2 separate regions of the Sus scrofa genome follow, and region 2 is linked to region 1. A link is a contact called in public Hi-C data. All regions are on one chromosome and are shown on one strand. Each heading gives the region's core, a stretch centred on a gene start, on an enhancer-like site or on the middle of the called end of the contact. The rest is flanking DNA. Distances are from core to core; before and after follow the strand shown. Region 1 has its middle 36 kb from the start of ERRFI1. Region 2 has its middle 13 kb from the start of SLC45A1.

Region 1 (4,964 bases), core at 1,607-4,106:
CCAGGAAAATGTTTTGAAATAAAGGAATTGTCTACTTGGGCAGACAAGTTTAATGCGGTTCTTGAACTTGAGTAATTTTCTAGTCGGAACCTTGACTGATTGATGGATTATCTACGAAATTATTGAACTCATTTACTCGGTTTCTGAAGAATCCAGCGCACAGATTAAATTACGTTGCTGTCCAGGGCACAACCAGAAGTGAGAGGTAAAGCCTTCTGCTACGGGTTCCTCGGTCAGTAGTGATCAGGGAATGGCAATTTAGTTTTTCAGTTTCCCCATGGATGCGTCCACTGTTGGCCGTTATAAATGGTTCTGAAATGAACATCTTTTATACCACACTCTTGTGCATCTTTAATGATCTCCTTAGAATAAATGGATCAAAGCTGAATGATCGGATGAAAGGGAGTGACTGAGTCTTCGTATTATCAGCCAAAGAGATTCTTATTCCTTTATGCTCTTACCGACAGTGTTTGAAAACGTTCATTGCCTCCATATTTCTGCTATCAAAGAGTATTTGTCTGGTTTTTTTTTAATCTTTCCTAACTTCACAGGCAAGGAAAAAAAAAAAGGGAAAACTAAGAAAATATAACCAGCTCATGCAGAGAAGGAAAACTTTCACTCTCATTTACATTTCTTTATTAGTCTTTAATACAAAATGCATACTTCAGATTCCACTATTTTTCTTTTCGCAGGATTTTGAACATCCAAAATGTTTCCTGTCTACATATATTAAACACAAGAGGAGAAGGAGATATTCTTGTTACACGTATTAAGTGAGATTAAGAGAGATCCTGAGACGTTAAACTCCAGAACCAAAAGACTGACTTTTAAAAAGAACAGGAATACCAACAATTGCAACCAAAGAAACCCCGTTGGGGACTTTGTATTTTCCATTACTGGGTAGGAGTGCGTAGGGTTTAATTTGTGAGAGAGAGAGACGCGTGGTGATTCGAGATATCTGAGCTATATTATTTGTGAACCAACACCCAACTGCATGGTGATATATTTTGAAAAACAATCAGAACTGTTAATTTAATGTTTTCACTAGAACGATGTATGATTTAGAAAGACGACTACAGGAGACCCCCCTGTGACCAATGGGATCAGGGGCGAATCTGTAGCACCAGGACGCAGGGGTCCATCCTGGCCCCTGGCACAGTGGGTTAAAGGATCCGGTGTTGCCGTAGCTGCGGCTGTAGGTTGAAACTGTGGCTCAGATCTGATCCCTGGCCTGGGAACTCCATGTGCCATAGGGCGGCAGAAAAAGAAAATAAAAAGAAAAACAAAATAAAATACAATACGAATAATGGTATGGTCTACATGGGAAGAATGGGTAAAGCATCCTGTGTGGAAGCGCCCAGAAAGTGACTGAATGTGACCCTCAATTCAAAAAAGACAGAAAGAAAGACAAATATATAACTTTGCAGTCATTGGTGGTCCTGGTTATTCCCTCCTGCAGGGCTCTTATTACGTCCTGTTTGATGCGCAGGAAGGGATGTTATGCAAACATATCTAGAAAGTGGTTCGGTGTGAGGATTTTCAGAGATCGGCACATCTTTTAAATTCAAACAGTCTTCATGGAATTTGAAGGTAGAATTCTGGGGACCTGCTGGAGGGAGGGAAGGGGTTAAACATGATAGGAAGTTGCTGGGACAGGCCTCTGGGCTGACTTGTCATTAGGAAATCTGGTCTTTCAGGTTGGGCTGGGCTTTGGGAATGGCTGCTCCTTTGTTCAAGAGGAAAAAAAAAAAAAAAGTGCTTGGATCTGGCTGCAAGGTCTGACGGGACTTGTAGAAAAGGAATTCTAGTGCTTTCTAGCATCAGAAAGTGAGGCCAGGGCCCTGTAGTAGCTTGAAGGGACTTTACCCCATAAATCCAAGCCTGAATAATAACAGCCTGTAAGGCTTTAGCAGCACAGCCCTGCATACCGGCAGAAAACTGGGAGATGCAGTGATCTGGTCCCCAAAGCTGAGTCTTTCTCGCCTCACAACTGGCGGGTCCCTTCACATTGACTGTGAGAGTATCATGACCTTGAAGTGGCCATTACTTATTTCAGGTGATCTTGTTTTTCTGCTTTTCATCGTTGGCCCCTCATTTATCTTTCTCTGATGGCCAGCGTCTGTCTGTGGATTCCTTCCTGCCACATTTTTTTGTCGGGTTGCTTCATTTAACTTGTGACTAATGAGTTTAATAAAAACAACATGTACTCCTGGAGTTAAGGAGTACAGCTTGTTCTGGGCCTGATAAAAAGGAGTAAATTGTACTATTCATTCCTGTCATTCTTTCTCCCTCCCTTTCCTTCAAATTTATCATCCAGCGTCACGTTGGGAAGTTTAATGAATCGTAGTGAGCCCTGGGTATGTTTATTTTGAGTTAAATTGATTGGTTCTTTCAGGAATTTACCTACCAAGCACTAACTTATCTTCTGGGCATTTGCGAATGATTCTGGAACTGTGCTTACCTGCCAGCTCACAGGCTTAAGCCCCCCTGGTCTGCACATGGTGCCGGAAGGCAGAAAAGAGGTGGCGGGAAATGGGTCAGGAAGGAGAGAATGTGAACCACTATGTATATTTGGAGTCTAAATGGCCAGTTCCATTTGGTATTTCTGCAGTAGCTGCTGTGATTTCTACTTTTTCATTTCTTATTTCATTTATTCGGGTTTTTCTGCTCCTCTTCTTGGGGAGTCTGGCCAGTTTTGTCAGTTCGGTTCACCTTTTCAAAGAGCCAGCTCTTGGTCTTATTCCCAATTCCATCTGGGATTGGAGGAAAAGAGGGGTAGACCAGAAGTCTAGAAAGTCAGGTGCTGGATCGAACTCTTTGCTTGGTTGTGAGAAATTTGCACAATGTCATCGAATCCCTTGAGTTCCTGTTTTCTTTACTTACAAAATAGTAGTTATAACATCCGTGAGGCCTCTTTCCCTGGGACGGTTGTAGGAATCAAATGAGATAGAGTACGTAAAGTCACTTTGGAACAATCACTTTCTAAAGCTCTTTCTAAAAGTAAGGCATGATTGTTATCTTGGAAAGAAAATAGGAGAGAGACAGGGAAGTGCTTCCCAATTGCGAATTCATGTAAATTTTTTTTTTTTTTGCTTTTTAGAGCCACACCCACACCACATAGAGGTTCCCAGGCTAGGGGTCTGATCAGAGCTACAGCTGCCGGCCTACACCACAGACACAGGAACACAGGGGCCTCTGAGACCTACAGTACATCTCACGGAAAGGCCAGATCCTTAACCCACTGAGTGAGAGGCCAGGGATCGAACCCACAACCTCATGGTTCCTAGTCAGATTCGTTTCCGCTGTGCCACGATGGGAACTCCAGGGAATTCATTTTAGAGCAAGGTTTTAGGGGTTCCTGAGAAGAACCCTCCTTGGGTAGCTTAGGTGATCATTCCTCGAGAAAATTTCCCCTGAGCCTGCCCCTTCCCACGCCCAGGTCTGTGCCCTGGTCGCCCTGTACTCTGTGCCCTTCAGTCTTGTGCAGACAGTGTCAGCATTGTCCATTTACAGGGCTGTAAGTCCCTCGAGGTCAGGAGACGGCTTAACCCATCATGACACGACCACTGGCTTGTGCATATAGGGGACACTTCATAAATAAGTGGAGTTATTTCTCATAAATAAAATCCTGAAGCAGACATGAAATCTGACAGGGTCCCTCATCAAAGGACTCTGATGGACACAGCACTATATGGAAAACTCAGCAGATCAAAACCAGACTCAGGATCCAAAAGTCTAAGTTGAAGTCCTAGCATGATCATATCTTTGCTGTGCTACCTTGGGAAAGTGACTTAACCTCTCTGAGCTTCAACGTCCTCCTTTGTAAAATGGGATAAAACACCTTCCTGGGCTATATCTTTAATACCATTTGGAAGCCATTTTTGTTCTCTGTTAATGACACACTGAATCTGGCAAATGCTCTAAAAAATTTGTTTTGATTACTCTTGCAAAATAAATAAGATACTATTAAAACACTTTGCCATATGTTTCTAAAATAATACATAAAATTGTAATAATAGAAGCTTTTAAAATGTATTATTATTATTTTTTCTTTTTTTTAGAACCACACCTGCAGCATAGGGAAGTTCCCAGGCTAGGGGTTGAAACAGAGCTGTAGCCGCCAGCCTACACCACAGCCACAGTAACGTGGGATCCAAGCCACGTCTACAACCACAGCTCATAGCAACGCCAGATCCTTAACCCACTGAGCAAGGTCAGGGATCGAACTGGCGTCCTCATGGATCCTAGTCAGATTCATTTCCGCTGAGCCACGATGGGAACTCCCATGTATTATTATTATTATTATTACCTGGGCCACGGCATGCAGCCGCTTGATGTGGGATCTCAGTTCCCAGTTCAGGGATTGGATGCAGGCAGCAGCAGTGAAAGTGTAGAATCCTAACTACTAGACCATCAGGGAACTCCCAATAGAACCATTTTTATTTAGCTCGTCTACAACTCTGGCCTCTCTTGTTCAGGTTGTTGGGTGCTTTGAATCATGAACGTTTCAGAAAGGCAGAGTACCTGAGTAGGAATGATGTTTTCGTTCATTGGTTTTTTTGACCACGGTGTGCAGTGGCTCGACGTGGCACCTCAGGTCCCAGACCAGGGACTGAACCCAGGCAGCAGCAGTGAAAACACCGAATCCTAACTGCTAGACCACCAGGGAGCTCCCAAAGCTGATGGTTTTGTGTCAACCCATACTGCCTTCCTGCTACTGCTTCCATAACCACTAGCTCGTGCAAGCCTCTCTCAGCTCTGGCTGCCTAGATTATCTCCCCACATATGCATTCTTGTCTGTCCACAACTCATTTTTCATCTTATAGAGCAAATGGTAAAAACTTGCACATCTGATCCTATCACTCCGGACGTCAAGCCTGACTTCTCACTGCCCGGAAATAAAGTCCAGGAGCCTCCTGGAGCTCTTCCTCCACATTCTGTCTCTATCTCTGTCTCTGCACTGC
Region 2 (4,351 bases), core at 1,351-3,850, 200 kb after region 1:
CAGGCTGCAGAAAAGCCTGCCTCTGGAGGAGAAGCATGTGTTCCTTGGTGGGATTATGCTGATGAAATAGTCATAAATAGTCATACATCCAGGCCCAGAGACGGTTTGCTTCCCTGTGCCCTGGTGCTGCCTGGAGGAGAAGCTGAAGAAGAAAAGTGATGAAAACCGGGCTGACGTGGTAAACAGAGTCCATGTCGGCCTTTAAGAGAGGCCTGAGTGTAAAATGGCTATGTGCTTTTTTTTTTTTTCCGGTCTTTTTGTCTTTTTAGAGCCGTACCCATGGCACATGGAGGTTCCCAGGTTAGGGGTCCAATCAGAGCTACAGCTGCCAGCCACAGCCACAGCCACAGCAACGCCAGATCCAAGCTGCGTCTGAGGCCTACACCACAGCTCACAGCAACGCCGGACCCTTAACCCACGGAGCAAGGCCAGGGATCGAACCCATGTCTTCATGGATACTAGTCAGCTTTGTTACTGCTGAGCCACAACAGGAACTCCTATATTCTTTTAGTTTAAATTTTTTTAGGGATTTTTATTTTTTCCATTATAGTTGGTTTACAGTGTTCTATCAATTTTCTACTGTACAGCAAAGTGACCCGGTCTCACACACACACACACACACACACACACACACACACACACACACACACATATATATTATAATTATGTAAAGTATTTGTTTATTTGGTGGGGTTTTTTTGGGGGAGGGGTTTTTTTTTGGTCTTCTTAGGGCCGAACCTGCAGCATACGGAGGTTCCCAGGTTAGGGGTTGAATCGGAAGTGCAGCTGCCAGCCTACACCACAGCCACAGCAACTCAAGATTCAAGCTGCATCTGCAACCTACACCACAGCTCACAGCAACGCCAGATCCTTAACCCACGGAGCAAGGCCAGGGATTGAACCTGCGTCCTCCTGGTTCCTAGTCGGATTCATTATTGCTGAGCCACGACAGGAACTCCAGGGAGAAAACTTTTAATCAGAGAAGCAGCAAAGCACAAAATCTTCTGAGCTCTGGTTTTGCCCTAAAGAGGTGAGCTCAGGGCAGGGACTGTAGGGCTGGGAGCTTCAGGGGAGAGGCTCCAAGAGAGGGACCTTGTCCCAGGGACACCCAGATGGTCACAGGGATGGGGTAGGGGAAACCTCTAGGAGACAGTGACGAAGGGCCTTTCTGGTTGAGGAAATGGCCATATGTTTTATTCCTCCTCTATAGTAGAACTAGACTATTACCCTGACGGATCAAAATTAGTCTCATTATCTGCGGACGTCAGCAGGAGAACGAGGCACCTTGGGTCTGTTTGGGTTGAGAATCTGAAAATCATTGCCATCAAGGAACAGATAAGGGGTTCTAGAGGGAGAAGATTATTCGGAGATCTTCTGCTGGCCTCGCTTTTTTTTTTTTTCCCCATGGTCTCCTGCGGCATATGGAAATTCCCAGGCTGGGGGTCCAATTGGAGCTGAGGCTGCAGGTCTTTGCCACAGTCATGGCCACATCAGATCCAAGCTACATCTTCGACTGACGCCGCATCTTGTGGCCATGCCAAATCCATAACCCGCTGTGTGAGGCTGGGGATCAAACCTACATCCTCAGAGACTCCTTCGCGTTCTTTCCTGGCTGAGCCGCAATGGGAACTTCCAGCCTTGCTATTGAAAAGCCCAGGGACCTTGGGCAGGTTACTTCTCTCCAGGCCTGGTTTCCTCGTTTTTTGAGGTGCTGGGGCTGGGTGACATCATCTTGCAGAATCGGCCCACTTGGGACTTTGGGATACATAAGCTGAGCTGTCCGCAAGCCCCCAAGCCCTTGGTCGTGGGGGAAATACAATGAAAAACAGACCTGGAAGTAAGATTTTAAAGCCATTTTAAATGTTAAATCTGATACATTACACCTCTTGAAAAACAGGACCCCAAACTTTCAGTTCTCAGTTTTTCAACAAACAACCTCCAACACTGTTTATTTCCCAGGAAAGGATTCTTATAACAAGCTCTTGGAGTGAAGACACCACCAGAATTCCCTAGAGAGGCCAATTCCAGTTGTTTCCATCACAAAGAATCCTCTCTGCTCTCCCGCCCTAAAAGCTTTCACCTCAGGTCTTGAGAGTGTTTAGCAAAAGGCCTTGCCACCTTCACAGGCCTTTCTCACCAGCCTCTGGAATTTTCTCGGTCCACAAAGGAGACAGCAAATTGCTTGCTTTACAAACTTCTCCAGGGGTATTTTGGAGAAGATGCAGCAGGAGGCAGCCCAGGCTCACTGGTGAGACCCCAGCACGGACAGTCTTGGCCACTTTGAGACCCGAGCGGGGTCCCTCGCTGGGCGGGACACCTCCATCCTCTAGCTGACCAGGGACAGACCTCCAGGGCCCTGCGTTGGCTGCTTCCAAAATGTTGGCCCTCAAGGAAAGAATCTAATTTTATTTGAAAAAGACAACTTCTGCTGCCCAGGTGCCTCCTGAACGGCTAAGGCTGATCCACAGAGCTGCGATGAAAAATGAGTTAAATGGAGTTAAAAAAAAAAAAAAATCTCTTTACAAACTAGAACAACACGGGCTATGTTGAGGCCATTAGCGGAATTTCACTCAGCAGGAGCCACTGTTTTCATCAGAGAAAGGATTACAGGGGAGGCTTCCAAGAAACAGAAAACAAGTCCCAATTCAAGCTGGGTAAATAATGAGGTGTCTACTGGAGGCCAAAATGTTGGACCCAAGTGGAGCCGAAAATACAGTCGGGATGAATGCGCTAGAAGAGGCAGGTTCATTGAGGGAGAAAGCAAAGCCCTTTAATTGATACCAAATGACTCACAAACAGGGGCCCATCATGGTGAGAGGGCAGAGTGGAGATTTGTGGAGGTGGGAGGGTCCCAGCACGCCCTTGATGGTCAAGTTTAAATGAAGACAAAGCCCTTGGCATCCAAACCCCGACTGCGGATCCAGTGCTACAGTCAGCGAAGTCTGGAGAGCTGTAACTTCTGCTGGGCTCAAGTTCAACAGCACCTGACTGATGGTGTTGGGAAAATGAGAAGTCAGGAAACAATACTTTAAACGGTGTAAAAATTAGAATGGAGAGCCCCGAGTTACCCAGAAATCTTTCAATGCTACTGCCCTATAAATTATTGAAGGAGTTCCTTTCCTGGAGCACACGAACGATTGAATAGGATCCTTCCAAGCTCGTAATGACTTGGAAGATCTTTCTTTAGTCACAAGAAGTCTGGGGACGTGGTTCTAAATCACAGCTGGATATTAGAATGTCCCAGGAATTTTCTGAACAAGAGAAAAGACACTGTGTTTCACTCCCCATTGTCCCACAGAAAGAAGGCGGAGTGGGATGTTTTAACAGACGGTGCTGGGGTTTTTTTTGCTTAGGACTTTATTTTTATTTCAAAAGGAGCACAAGCTCATTGTAACCCCCCCCCAAAAAAAAAAAAAAAAAGGGCAGCAGTGGCTGAAGAGAAAGGTCAGTGTCACCTGCCCCACCCCACTACCACTGCCCCAGGGGTGGACAGGACTGCAGTTCAGGGTAGATCATTCCAGACCCTGTCTTTGCGTATACAAATGACACACACATACCCTTTTCCCCTCTACGCTTCTGGCTAGAAAATTAAGACCAGCATTTAAGCATTCCTTTCTCTTGAGCTGTTTTGATAGCTTAGTGCTAGTTTGAAACATGAGCTAAACCAGAAGGCATTGTCTCAGGAAAGCAAACTGCTAAATGCCAGGGGCTGGAGTCAGAGCCACATTTTAACATTTTTAACCCATACTGGTTGAGGTGATCGTGGTTAAAGAACTAGGACCCTAATCTTATAGCTCCAAGCTTTTTCTTTTTTATTGAAGTATAGGTGGTTGTTGTGGTTTGGGGGATTTTTGTTTGTTTGTTCTTTGTCTTTTTAGGGCCACTCCTGTGGTTTATGGAGGTTCCCAGGCTAGGGGTCCAAGCAGAAATATAGCCACCGGCCTACACCAGAGCCACAGCAACTCGGGATCTGAGCCACATCTGCGACCTAACTACAGCTCACAGCAATGCCGGATCCTTAACCCACTGAACCAGGCCAGGGATCAAACCTGTGTCCTCACAGATGCTAGTCAGATTCATGTCCACTGAGCCACGACGGAACTCCTATCAACGTAGAGTTCATGTCCAATGTCGTGTTAGTTTCCAGTGTACAGCAAAGGGATCGGGGCGCTTTTTTCCACGACAGGTTAGTACACGGTATGAACTAGAGTTTCCTTGTTCTGTGGTAGGTACTTGTCGTTTGCCTGTTGCACAGAGAGTAGTGTATGTGTGCTAAGCCCAGACTCCTCATTTGTCCCCAGCTACTCACCCACTCCACTCTTATGTGGGTGGGATTTGATAGCTCCCGCAG

What was found. Hi-C and Micro-C count contacts between places; a contact is called where the count stands out from the background.
Region 2: a contact with region 1 is called in a Hi-C map of mesenteric adipose tissue, with 1.7 times the contacts expected there. The contact joins two enhancer-like sites. A contact is called at or near these places in 2 of 47 Hi-C or Micro-C datasets (embryonic fibroblasts and mesenteric adipose tissue) and 2 of 2 datasets of contacts at active chromatin or transcription factors (alveolar macrophages and skeletal muscle).

What each region holds. Positions count from the first base shown.
Region 1 is chr6:68,716,170-68,721,133 of Sscrofa11.1, forward strand. No RefSeq gene overlaps it. Among named protein-coding and RNA genes, the nearest start is that of ERRFI1, 36 kb to the left of the region's middle. Within about 2 kb of position 2,857, at least 13 of the 83 cell types and tissues checked have an H3K27ac peak or open chromatin away from gene starts, as enhancers often do. A contact at or near this core is called in mesenteric adipose tissue, where this site is marked.
Region 2 is chr6:68,919,236-68,923,586 of Sscrofa11.1, forward strand. No RefSeq gene overlaps it. Among named protein-coding and RNA genes, the nearest start is that of SLC45A1, 13 kb to the right of the region's middle. Within about 2 kb of position 2,601, at least 31 of the 83 cell types and tissues checked have an H3K27ac peak or open chromatin away from gene starts, as enhancers often do. A contact at or near this core is called in mesenteric adipose tissue, where this site is marked.